Regions from separate parts of the Mus musculus genome. Here region 2 is linked to region 1. The links are chromatin contacts, called in public Hi-C maps. All regions are on one chromosome and are shown on one strand. Each heading gives the region's core, a stretch centred on a gene start, on an enhancer-like site or on the middle of the called end of the contact. The rest is flanking DNA. Distances are from core to core; before and after follow the strand shown.

Region 1 (4,928 bases), core at 1,523-4,022:
TACTCACTTGCTAGTTATTCCAGGCCGGTCTTGAGTTAGTTAAACAGTGTCCCTTTGTGCTGGGCAGTGACCCTCCTGTAGGAGTGGGCTCAGATTTCATGTCTCCTCCTGTGCCCTGTGTGCGGCAGCTGCAGACTGCATGTGCTTTAGGGATCTGTTCAGCATAAGTTACTCCCTTTTGAGTGCTGAGACCCTGAAACATAATCTCCAACAGCCCTGACGACTGCAAGTAGGAGCACATGTTGAGTTTTAGTGAATTCTGGTGGTTTCAGCCCTGAGCAGACACCCTTGTCATCTAAAGTCATCATGGTAGCTCACGCCTCTCCGTCCTGGAGTCCCTCACACACACGAACAACTTTCCTTTTGTCGTTCTTCATTGACCATCCCAGGTATTCAGGCTTGAAACCATGAGATCCTCATTATCTCTCTCTCTCTCTCCCTCCCTCTCTCTTTCTCTCTCTCTCTCTCTCTCTCTCTCTCTCTCTCTTTCTTTCTTCCTTTCTCTTTTCCTCTCTCCCCTTTTCTCTCTTTCTCTGTCTTTCTCTCCCCCCCGCCCCTTTCTGGTGTCATCTTCAGGGTGAAGTCCTTTGAGTTAGACTGGTCTCTCACTGGTCTGGAGCTCACCGAGTAGGCTAGGCTGGCCGGCCAGTAAGCCCGAGATTTGCCTGCCTCTGCCTCTCAGCACTTGGGATTACAACAAGTGCATATTCCCAGAATTTTTATGTGGGGTCTGTGGATCAAACTGAGGCTCTCATGCTTCAAGACAAGCACTCATGACAGAACTGTTTCCAACCCCCTCTCTCAGTTTTTGTTCATTTGTTTTGTTTTTTTGTTTTTTGAGACAGGGTTTCTCTGTGTAGCCCTGGCTGTCCTGGAACTCACTCTGTAGACCACACTGGCCTTGAACTCACAGAGATCCACCTGCCTCTGCCTCCTGAAAATTAATATATTATTGTTATTATCTATGTATGGTGTTTTGTGTACATGTGTGTGCAGGCCAGAAGGAGACAGATCTCCTGGCCGTTTATCCAGGTCCTTTGAGATAGACTGGTCTCTCACTGGAGTTACAGATGGCTGTGCAGGTGCTGAACCCAGGTGCTTTAGAAGCCAGTGCTCTTGCTATCCACTTGTATAGTCAACTTAAACAAGCAGATCCCTCTTCTCTGCCTAGAGTACTTGTTTTGAGAACTTAACAACACAGGTTCTACTTTCATAAAGCTCACAGCAGAGGCGTTTGGTGAGTCGGATGTTTTCGGGACTATTGGAGTGCTGTGATGGCAGCAGGGCAAAACTGGGACCTAAGCTCTAGGTTAAGGTGGAACATCCCAATCAGGGGTCACCCTGTTGAGTTGCTTCCACCTTGGTAAACTGCTAGCACTTTGCACTTGCTGTTTAACCCCTACTGTGAGGGATGGGTTGTTGTCAGTGAAGAGAGGGCCCCCCTCCTCCTCTATTTCCTTCTCCTCCATTTCCTTCTCCTCCCCACTCTTCCTCCTCCTCCTTCCCACCTTTCTTCCTCTTCCCAGAGCTCCCCCTGCTTCCCCTCTCTCCCCCCCTGCCAGCTCTCCTTTCCCTCCTGGCATCCTCAGGACCTTGCTTTCTCCAACTTGAGCTGCTCTTCCAGCAGATTAGCTATGTCCTCGGCTCCTTCTTATTGCCCCCACCCATTAGTACACATCTTATGCATTGTCCTATGCTATACATACTTGTTATCCACATTTTAAACTTTTTATCTTTACCTCATAGCTGGACATAGTTCCACGTCTCTGCGTGGCCTGTGTTGCAGGTTACTGAATCATTTATATTGAAAGAGTTGTTGAGACTCTTAGGGTTGTGGTGTTTCTGGGGATCCTGGGTAAAAGTAGTTTCTGTCTCTTAAGCTTGCTGGGTGGTAGTAATTTGGTCAAGCCCGTGTCCTCTCAGGGCCTCTGGCAAACAGCTTGGCTGGTAGCACCAGGGTCATGCAGCCTGGTCTTTGATTCCCTGGAGTCCAGACACTCCAGGTTGGTGGTTGTGCAGCCAGAACATAGGAGAGATGCAGCTGCCTAGGTCTGCATTGGTGAGCCTGCCTCTAGCATGTCTGAATGCACTGTCTCACAGCCACCTAGAGCCTCGTCAAGGCTGAAGACAAAGGCTCCCCATTCAGTGGAGGAACAGAACAGAGCCAGGTCTGTGTCCCTGACTGATGGCTCTCCAGAGGAGGAGCAGGTTTCGGTCAGGGTGGTCCACAGGCCAGAGAGCTCAAGCATTGCAGGTTAAGAGTGAACGTGGGGCTCAGGTTCAGGACCTACGGAAGAATGCTGACTGTCTTTGAGGGAAGGGCACCTGGCATCCTAAGTGCAGGCTGTGGGTCTCAGGAGCACATCTAGGTGCCTTGGAAACGCTGATGGCATCCTGTTCTGATGCCTCCTGGTGGACTGCTGCTCTGGTGAAGATGACTACCAGACAACTGGACTGAGTGGGCGGAGCTTCGGAGACCCTCTGGTGCTGTAACAGCTACCTTCTGCTACATGATTTCCTTTTTCTGTGGTTTCTAACCACCACCCAGATATTTACAGGTTCTCTCTCTGCTCAGATTTCAGTCACAAAGAGTGGAGGAGGTGTGATTCCTCGAGGATTGATGGCTACGCTTAGGCTGGGGAGGTTTTATAAGGACTCTGGCCTCCCATCCCAGTCTCTTCCTCCAGAGGAAGCAGCGCTTTAGGAGTGTACTACAGGGCAGCAGGAAGGCTCCTCTGTGTCTGGGATGTCTCACAGAGGCCCAGGGGTTCCTGCTGCAGTGACTTCTGACCCTGTTAGTCCCACTCAATAGACAGGACTTCCTCTCTTGTTATCTGATTCAACCTACATGCTTACCAAGGCTCTGTACATTGGCTCTAAGTTTGTTGACTGAATCCTGGATTTCTGATTCAACATAGGAGCTAAAGTCATAGGATTGGTCATAGCAGTTGTTAATCCCACTTGGAAGCAGAGCCCTTGTAGCTCATGTGGCTTGCTTTCCTGTTCTGTAGGTTTGTGGCCTGTTTGGAGGTCTGGTTCCTGATGTAGCTGCTATGGAGTAAACATTTGAACCTGTCACTGTTGGACTGTTTGGAAAGTGAGGAGACATTTTATGCCTTTGATTATTTTTTTCTTTTCTTTTCTTTCTTTCTTTTTTTTTTTTTTGTTTTTGTTTTTGTTTTTGTTTTTGTTTTTGTTTTTCGAGACCGGGTTTCTCTGTGTAGCCCTGGCTGTCCTGGAACTCACTCTGTAGACCAGGCTGGCCTCGAACTCAGAAATCCCCCTGCCTCTCCCTCCCGAGTGCTGGGATTAAAGGCATGCACCACCACACCCGGCTGATTTTTTCCTTTTCTTTTTTTCTTTTTCTTTCTCTTTCTCTTTCTCTTTCTCTTTCTCTTTTTCTTTTTCTTTTTCTTTTTCTTTTTCTTTTTCTTTTTCTTCTTCTTCTTCTTTTACAGGCTCTAACACTGTAGCCTTTGCTTGGCCTGAAAGTTGCAATGTAGACCAGGGATGGTCTTGAACTCACAGAGATCTGACTTCCTTTGCCTTCTGAGTGCTGAGATTAAAGGTGTGTGTCCCTAGATCACTTTGTGTCTTTGATATTTCAGTACAATTTATTTTTAAAATGGACATTTGCTTGGAAAGATATAATTATTCTATACTATAAAGATGAGGGTACCAATATATTATTTTAAAGGGGCTAATGTAACCTATAGGAAGATGAATTAATTAAGGAAACATCAAGTGTTTAATCCCTTAAGGATTAAAAATTGATAGTTGAGTTTTTTTGTGTTTGATTTTTAAAACCGGAAGAACACAGCTAGGGAGACAGACCTCTGGTGGAATACTACTTTACCTTGGGGGTCTTTAGGATATATAGAAAGAAAAAGAAGACACTCCATGAGTTAGCTTCTTGCTGCTGCTGTCAAAAGTGATGACAGTGACCTGCCACCTTATGGCTTTGGAGGTAGAAGTCTAGTCAAATGGGATGAAATAGCAGCCAGTGGGCTGGAGAGGTGGCTCAGTGGTTAAGAGCACTGGCTGCTCTTCCAGAGGTCCTGAGTTCAATTCCCAGCAACCACATGGTGGCTCACAACCATCTGTAATGGGATCTGATGCCCTTTTCTGGTGTGTCTGAAGACAGCTATAGTGTACTCATATAAATAAAAATAAATAAATCTTTTTTAAAAGGAAGGAAGGAAGGAAGGAAGGAAGGAAGGAAGGAAGGAAGGAAGGAAGAGCGAGCCGTCCAGCATGTCCCAGTGTTTGCTCCTCCAAGAGGCCAGTAGCTTGTAAAAGGCTGCAGCACTCTGGCTCTTAGCCCCTCCTCCCCACTTCAGAGCCTGCAGTGGCCAGTGGAATCTCCCTCACATCCCACAATGACATGACAGTGAAGAGACTCTTCTTCGTCTCTTCCCCTTTTATGAGACTTGTGTCCACCTAGATGACTGGAGGTCACTTCGCTCTCCTGTGAGCAATGTCAAGTCTCCCGCTGCCTTTGTGGGCTCCGGGGATTAGGATGCAGGCACCCGTGGGGCTTATTCTGTCTGCCTATATGTCCTGGTGTTTTTGTCCTGGGTGTCACCTGAGGACAGGAAGCACCACAGGGACACTGAGTGTTGTTGGGACTGATCTTGTCTAATTTCTAGTTAGACATGTCTCCTTTTAGAAACACGCTCCCAGTTCAAGAGGAAGGGCAGCTGTGATCCTTACAGCCTGCACTCTGCTCTCGGCTCATCAGAGTACAGGGTCAGAGGCTGTGTTGTTGCTGCTGCTTCCAGAATACAGTTAGTTCTCTTACGTTTTCAGGTAGCGGAAGCGTGTCTGAACAATGGGCTTGATAGGAAAGGAGTTCCTTCTTCTGGAAGGAACTATTGGTAGGACATTGTTTGCTGATTGTTTCCTCAGATGTCTGTCCCCACATCACG
Region 2 (4,928 bases), core at 1,287-3,786, 130 kb before region 1:
AACTCAGAGATCTGCCTGCCTCTGCCTCCTGCATGTCAGAATTAAAGGCATGTGCCACCACATTGCCTGGCTAAACTCTTCTTTTTTAATAGTGATACTGAGATATGATTCACATATGCATAGCAAATCTATTTAAAGTATATAATCCTGTGGGGAGGTTGATGTTGTTGGGAGGCTTAAAATATCTAGTTTTATGTATATTCCTGTTTTGCCTTCCTGTATGTATGTATGTAATATACACCACATGTATGCAGTGCCCCCAAAGGCCACAAGAGGTCGCTGGATTCCCTATTTTTACAGACTGTTGCAAGGCACCATGTGGGATCTGCTAACAGAACCATAGTCCTTTGTACAAGCACCACTGCTCTTGACCACCGAGCCGTCTCTCCAGCCCCTAGTTCTGGAATGTACACATCCACCAAGTCTTGCACTGCCTATCAACTTGAGAATATTTTTGTCATTTTTACAGAAACTATCTACTCTTTAGCTCTCAACCCTGTGTCCCATCCCTTCCACCCCAGCTCTCCACAGCCAGTGTCTCAGGAGTGGACTTCAGTGAGTCTTTCTTGTGTGGATTCCTCCACCCAGCATCGTGTTCTTTTCTTCTATGTGTGTGTAGTATTGGGGGTGGAGCCCAGAGTTTTGCTAAGTAAGCCAAACTGGCCTCAACGCCACAATCCTCCTGTCTCAACCTCCCGAGTACTGGGGATATGCGTGTTAGCCATCACATCTGCCTTGGCCTAGTATTTTTGAAATTCATTCATGGAACACACATAAGAACTTCACTCTCACGGCTCCATAACAATCTCTTGAATGGATACACTCATCTGTCCACTATTTGATAATGTACTGGCTGGTTTTGTGTCAACTTGACACAAGCTGGAGTTATCAGAGAAAGGAGCCTCCCTTGAGAAATGCCTCCATGAGATCCAGCTGTAAGGCATTTTCTCAATTAATGATCAAGGTGGGAGGGCTTAGCCCACTGTGGGTGGAGCCATCCCTGGGCTGGTGGTCCTGGGTTCTATAAGAAAGCAGGCCGAGCAAGCCAGGGGAAGCAAGCCAGTAAGAAACATCCCTCCATGGCCTCTGCATCAGCTCCTGCTTCCTGACCTGCTTGAATTCTAGCCCTGACTTCCTTTGGTGATGAACAGCAGTATGAAAGTGTAAGCCGAATAAACCCTTTCCTCCCCAACTTGTTTCTTGGTCATGATGTTTGTACAAGAATAGAAACCCCGACTAAGGCAGATGGACAGTTTTTAAAGATTTATTTATTTTTATTTTTATTTTTACATGTATAGGTGTTTTGCATACATGTGTGTTTGTTTACCATGTACATACAGTATCAGAAGAGGGTGGATTCCCTGGAACTGGATTTTTGCGAGTCACTATGTGGTGCTGGGGACATGTGCTGTTGTTAATTAACCTACTTTGATCTCCCCAGCAGCGGCAGTGTGAGTTCCTCGATAACGCCCCAATATTGTGGATTCTCAGATAAAAGACACACATGCAGCTTATATTTAATATGCCTTAATCAGCTCAAGGGCTGGGCACTCCCAAACTTCCACGTTGCTGACACCTCCCCGCCGATACTCCTGAGTTATTACTTATTAAAGATATTTCATCTTTGCTACCCTAGACACCCAGCTGGGGGGAGGGGGCTGAAGCTGTTCTTGCCCGGCTCTTACATGATTGTAAGCTTTCTCTTCTGCCACTTTCAAGCCTGGATCTTATCCCTTTCCTGCCATAGCAATCCCTTTCTCTTCTTCCTTTGCTTTTTGCCTAGGAATCCTAAAAGTCCCGCCTCTGTTTCGCTGCCCAACCATTGGCCTCCAGCAACTTAATATTTACCAATCAAAGCCAACTGATGCTGTGGACCCTCAGTGTCTTAAGTGCAGACGTGCGAATTCCTGTAATTTTGGGAACCCAATTAACAATACAAGCAATAAACCAAATCACAACAGAGAACTGAGTTCAGGTCTTCTGCAAGAGCAGCCAGTGCTCTTACCCGCTGACTCATCTCCCCAGCTGAGGTGTACTTTGTGGCTGTCTGTTTTCTGTTTGGGGCTTTTTCAGACAAAGTATCACTACGTAGCCTTCCCTAGACTCAGACTCAAAGAGATCCACTTGCCTCTGCTTTCTGACTGCTGGCTGGGTTTAATGGTATGGTCCTGACGGACATTTTTGATGGGGAAATTTGGGGCTGTGGTGACTCCAACCATTCACGTTTCCACATCTCGGGACAGTGCTCACAGTGGCGACTGCTTTATGTCACTGCCCTTCAGAACAGCAGACAGAGCTCTTGCCGCCCTGGGTCCAGAGGAGAGAGAGGATGGTTATGAAAGCCGGACTGTCTCAGCCATAGATCTGTTGTGTTTCTCCCTCTGCAAACCAGGCCAAGGGTCACAGTTGCATCCTTGAGTCTGTGAGTCAAGTCCCCCTTCCCCTCCTGCTCTTGTTTTCCTTCTCAGATCACAGAGAATCTGAAAGCAGTCCTTTCCCTGGCAGCCAGCATCATGAGAGCAGCAGCCAAGACACACCTTCCAGATGACCCTCCAGCCTGGAGCAGCCAGGACACACCTTCCAGATAACCCTCCAGCCCAGAGCAGCTGCCTGCTCGTGGTTTAGATTTCCCTCTCTACCAGGGCCGGAGAGATCAGAGGCCTTGGGAATGGGGCTGCACACAACCTTCTGGGAACACACCTCTCTCAAATTTCAGGAACAGGGTCAGAAAGTATGGAGCTTCCTCCAGGGCTGAGCTTTGAGAGCATCTTCCATTCTGAAAGAGTCCAAGGGGGCTATTGTTTCCTAGACCGGCTATCGGGCTATCGTGGCTCAAGTGTTTTCCTTCCCACCCAGGGGCCTCCTGAGGGGACATTCTGATCTCTCTAGAATGCTGCTCTTTCCGACCAGTGCAGACCCACTCAGGTGGAGAACAGGCCTTGGAGAAGAAAGAATTGCAAGGAAGGATTTGAACTAAGAGTGTTGGTGGAGTTGGAGGGACAGTGGTACCAGGTCATGGACTTGCCTGGAAAGCACACGAGGACAAGGCAGGTGGGGCAGAGCCATGCTGGGAAGTGGGAGGAGCCACACCAGGTAGTGGGAGGAGCCATGCTAGGTAGGCCATGAGGGGAGTGCACACACACACACACACACACACACACACACACACACACATTTTTTTTTCCAAAGGGAACTATGATATCTGGTATTTACTACAAAAGAACTTCCAATGGATAGACAACAGGGCAACCAGACTGGCTAATGTGATACTTGGCAGCCATTATCTTAGAAATGAACCCTCGGTGTCTCCTACGGTCTGGTCATGGGTGAGCCAAGGTCAGTGGCTCAAGTGATGACAGTGAGCCGGGCTTCACCACTGCCTGCTGCCAGCTGAACCCCCACCCAGGTTCAGGTTCAACAGGAACCCTCAGCTCTGAGTAATGAATACGCCTGCCTCTCCGAGGGAACATGTGTTTCCAATCTTTCTGCTCAGCAGTGAGTCACCACCAACAGCTGCTGCAGGCTCCCCGCACCAAAGCTCATCTCAGACCCTGCTGACCGCTGGCTCCACCCCACTCCCCTCCTCACAGCCAGCCTGGCTCCTGGGCCCTGGCCTTACACATCCAGCACACTGGCTCTCCAAGTGTGCCTACCCAGCTATCTGGAGGACTCTGCCTCCAACCCCTGAACCATTATTTCTCCCAGGCAGCAGCCTTCACCCCTCACTTGGGCCCCTACAAGGCTCTAGGCAACACCATTGGATGGAGCCTGTTATACTCTGTATTTCCTGTGTGTGTGTAGGCCAGAGGTCAACATTGGGATGTCTTTTTCAAGACTCTCCCCCTTATTTTTTTGAGGCAGAGTCTCTCGCTGAACCTGGAGCTATTGGTTCGGGTAGACTGGCTGGCCACACAACCCCAGAGATAAAGCCTGACTCTGCCTCCCCAGTACAAGGCTTGCAGGCACAGCCACCACGCTCTGCTCTTACATAGGATCAAATTCACTTTACCTACTGAGCCATCTTCAAAGCCCATGCCTTTTATTTCCTACTGAGCGGTGGTCTGTGCCACACAAGAGGACAGAGATCCTGCTTATCTGTAGCCCCAGCTTCAGAACAGCCTTGGCACATGGCTTGTGTGCCCAAGAAATACTTTTGAGCAAATGAACTACAACCTTAAGAGACATTCACCCAGAGGCTGGCCTGGTGGTACATACTTGTAACCCCAGTGCTCTGGAGGCAGCTGGATCTCTGTGAGTTCATGGCCAGTCTGGTTTGCAAAGTCAGTTCCAAGCCAGCCAGGGACCCTGTCTCAACAAAACAAAGTAAAAGAAATATTCAGTGGATTGGGAGGATAGACCTGTGAACAAGTCAGCTGTGAGACAAGCCACAGCAGTCTAAAATAAGGCCACTGTGGTAGGTCACTGGGCACAGTCCTTTTTTATCCCTCATCAAGCCACTCTCTGTCACCATGCCATCCCAGGTCTGGGACTGGGACAGTCTCTATCGTGTTCAGATGGCCAGGATTTTAGGTGGAAGAGTGTGAGGGCTGAGCGGGCTCCACGGGGAAGAGATATTTAATGGGGCCACCAAGAATGACTAGAGGGACATGTCCCAGACATTCCCTGCTTTCCCACAGCACCAAAATTATAGCACAAATGACCAGGTGCTAAGGCAGAGCCCACAGCATCCTCCTGCCTCTGCAGGGACCCCAGCAGGGATTCTGTGCTGGAAGCCGTGGTCACCCTGAGTTTCCCTGACTTTACCTGTGAGCACAGTGGCACAGCTCTGCAGCCAGGAGAAGCAGAGAAGGGGGCTGAGGAGGCAGGATGACTAGCTTTCACCTGTGTTCCCGGGTCACAGGACACCAGGACAGAACCAGATGACAGGGTCTGTCACAGGGCGCATTTCTACCCAGGAAGCTCCAGGC

What was found. A called contact is a pair of places that touch in the nucleus more often than the background predicts.
Region 2: a Hi-C map of peritoneal macrophages shows a contact between it and region 1, with 2.2 times the contacts expected there. The contact joins two enhancer-like sites. A contact is called at or near these places in 11 of 484 Hi-C or Micro-C datasets (the N1E-115 cell line, embryonic stem cells, muscle stem cells and 4 more), 2 of 115 datasets of contacts at active chromatin or transcription factors (extraembryonic endoderm stem cells and pancreatic cancer cells) and 4 of 9 other capture datasets (adipose tissue, embryonic stem cells, liver and 1 more).

The regions. Positions count from the first base shown.
Region 1 is chr11:118,234,570-118,239,497 of GRCm38.p6, reverse strand. The region is part of intron 1 of Cyth1 (cytohesin 1); the gene reads left to right. Among named protein-coding and RNA genes, the nearest start is that of Cyth1, 12 kb to the left of the region's middle. RefSeq lists an enhancer at 1-1,126. Within about 2 kb of position 2,772, at least 62 of the 459 cell types and tissues checked have an H3K27ac peak or open chromatin away from gene starts, as enhancers often do. A contact at or near this core is called in the N1E-115 cell line, adipose tissue, macrophages and 2 more, where this site is marked.
Region 2 is chr11:118,363,904-118,368,831 of GRCm38.p6, reverse strand. No RefSeq gene overlaps it. Among named protein-coding and RNA genes, the nearest start is that of Timp2, 11 kb to the right of the region's middle. Within about 2 kb of position 2,536, at least 99 of the 459 cell types and tissues checked have an H3K27ac peak or open chromatin away from gene starts, as enhancers often do. A contact at or near this core is called in the N1E-115 cell line, adipose tissue, macrophages and 2 more, where this site is marked.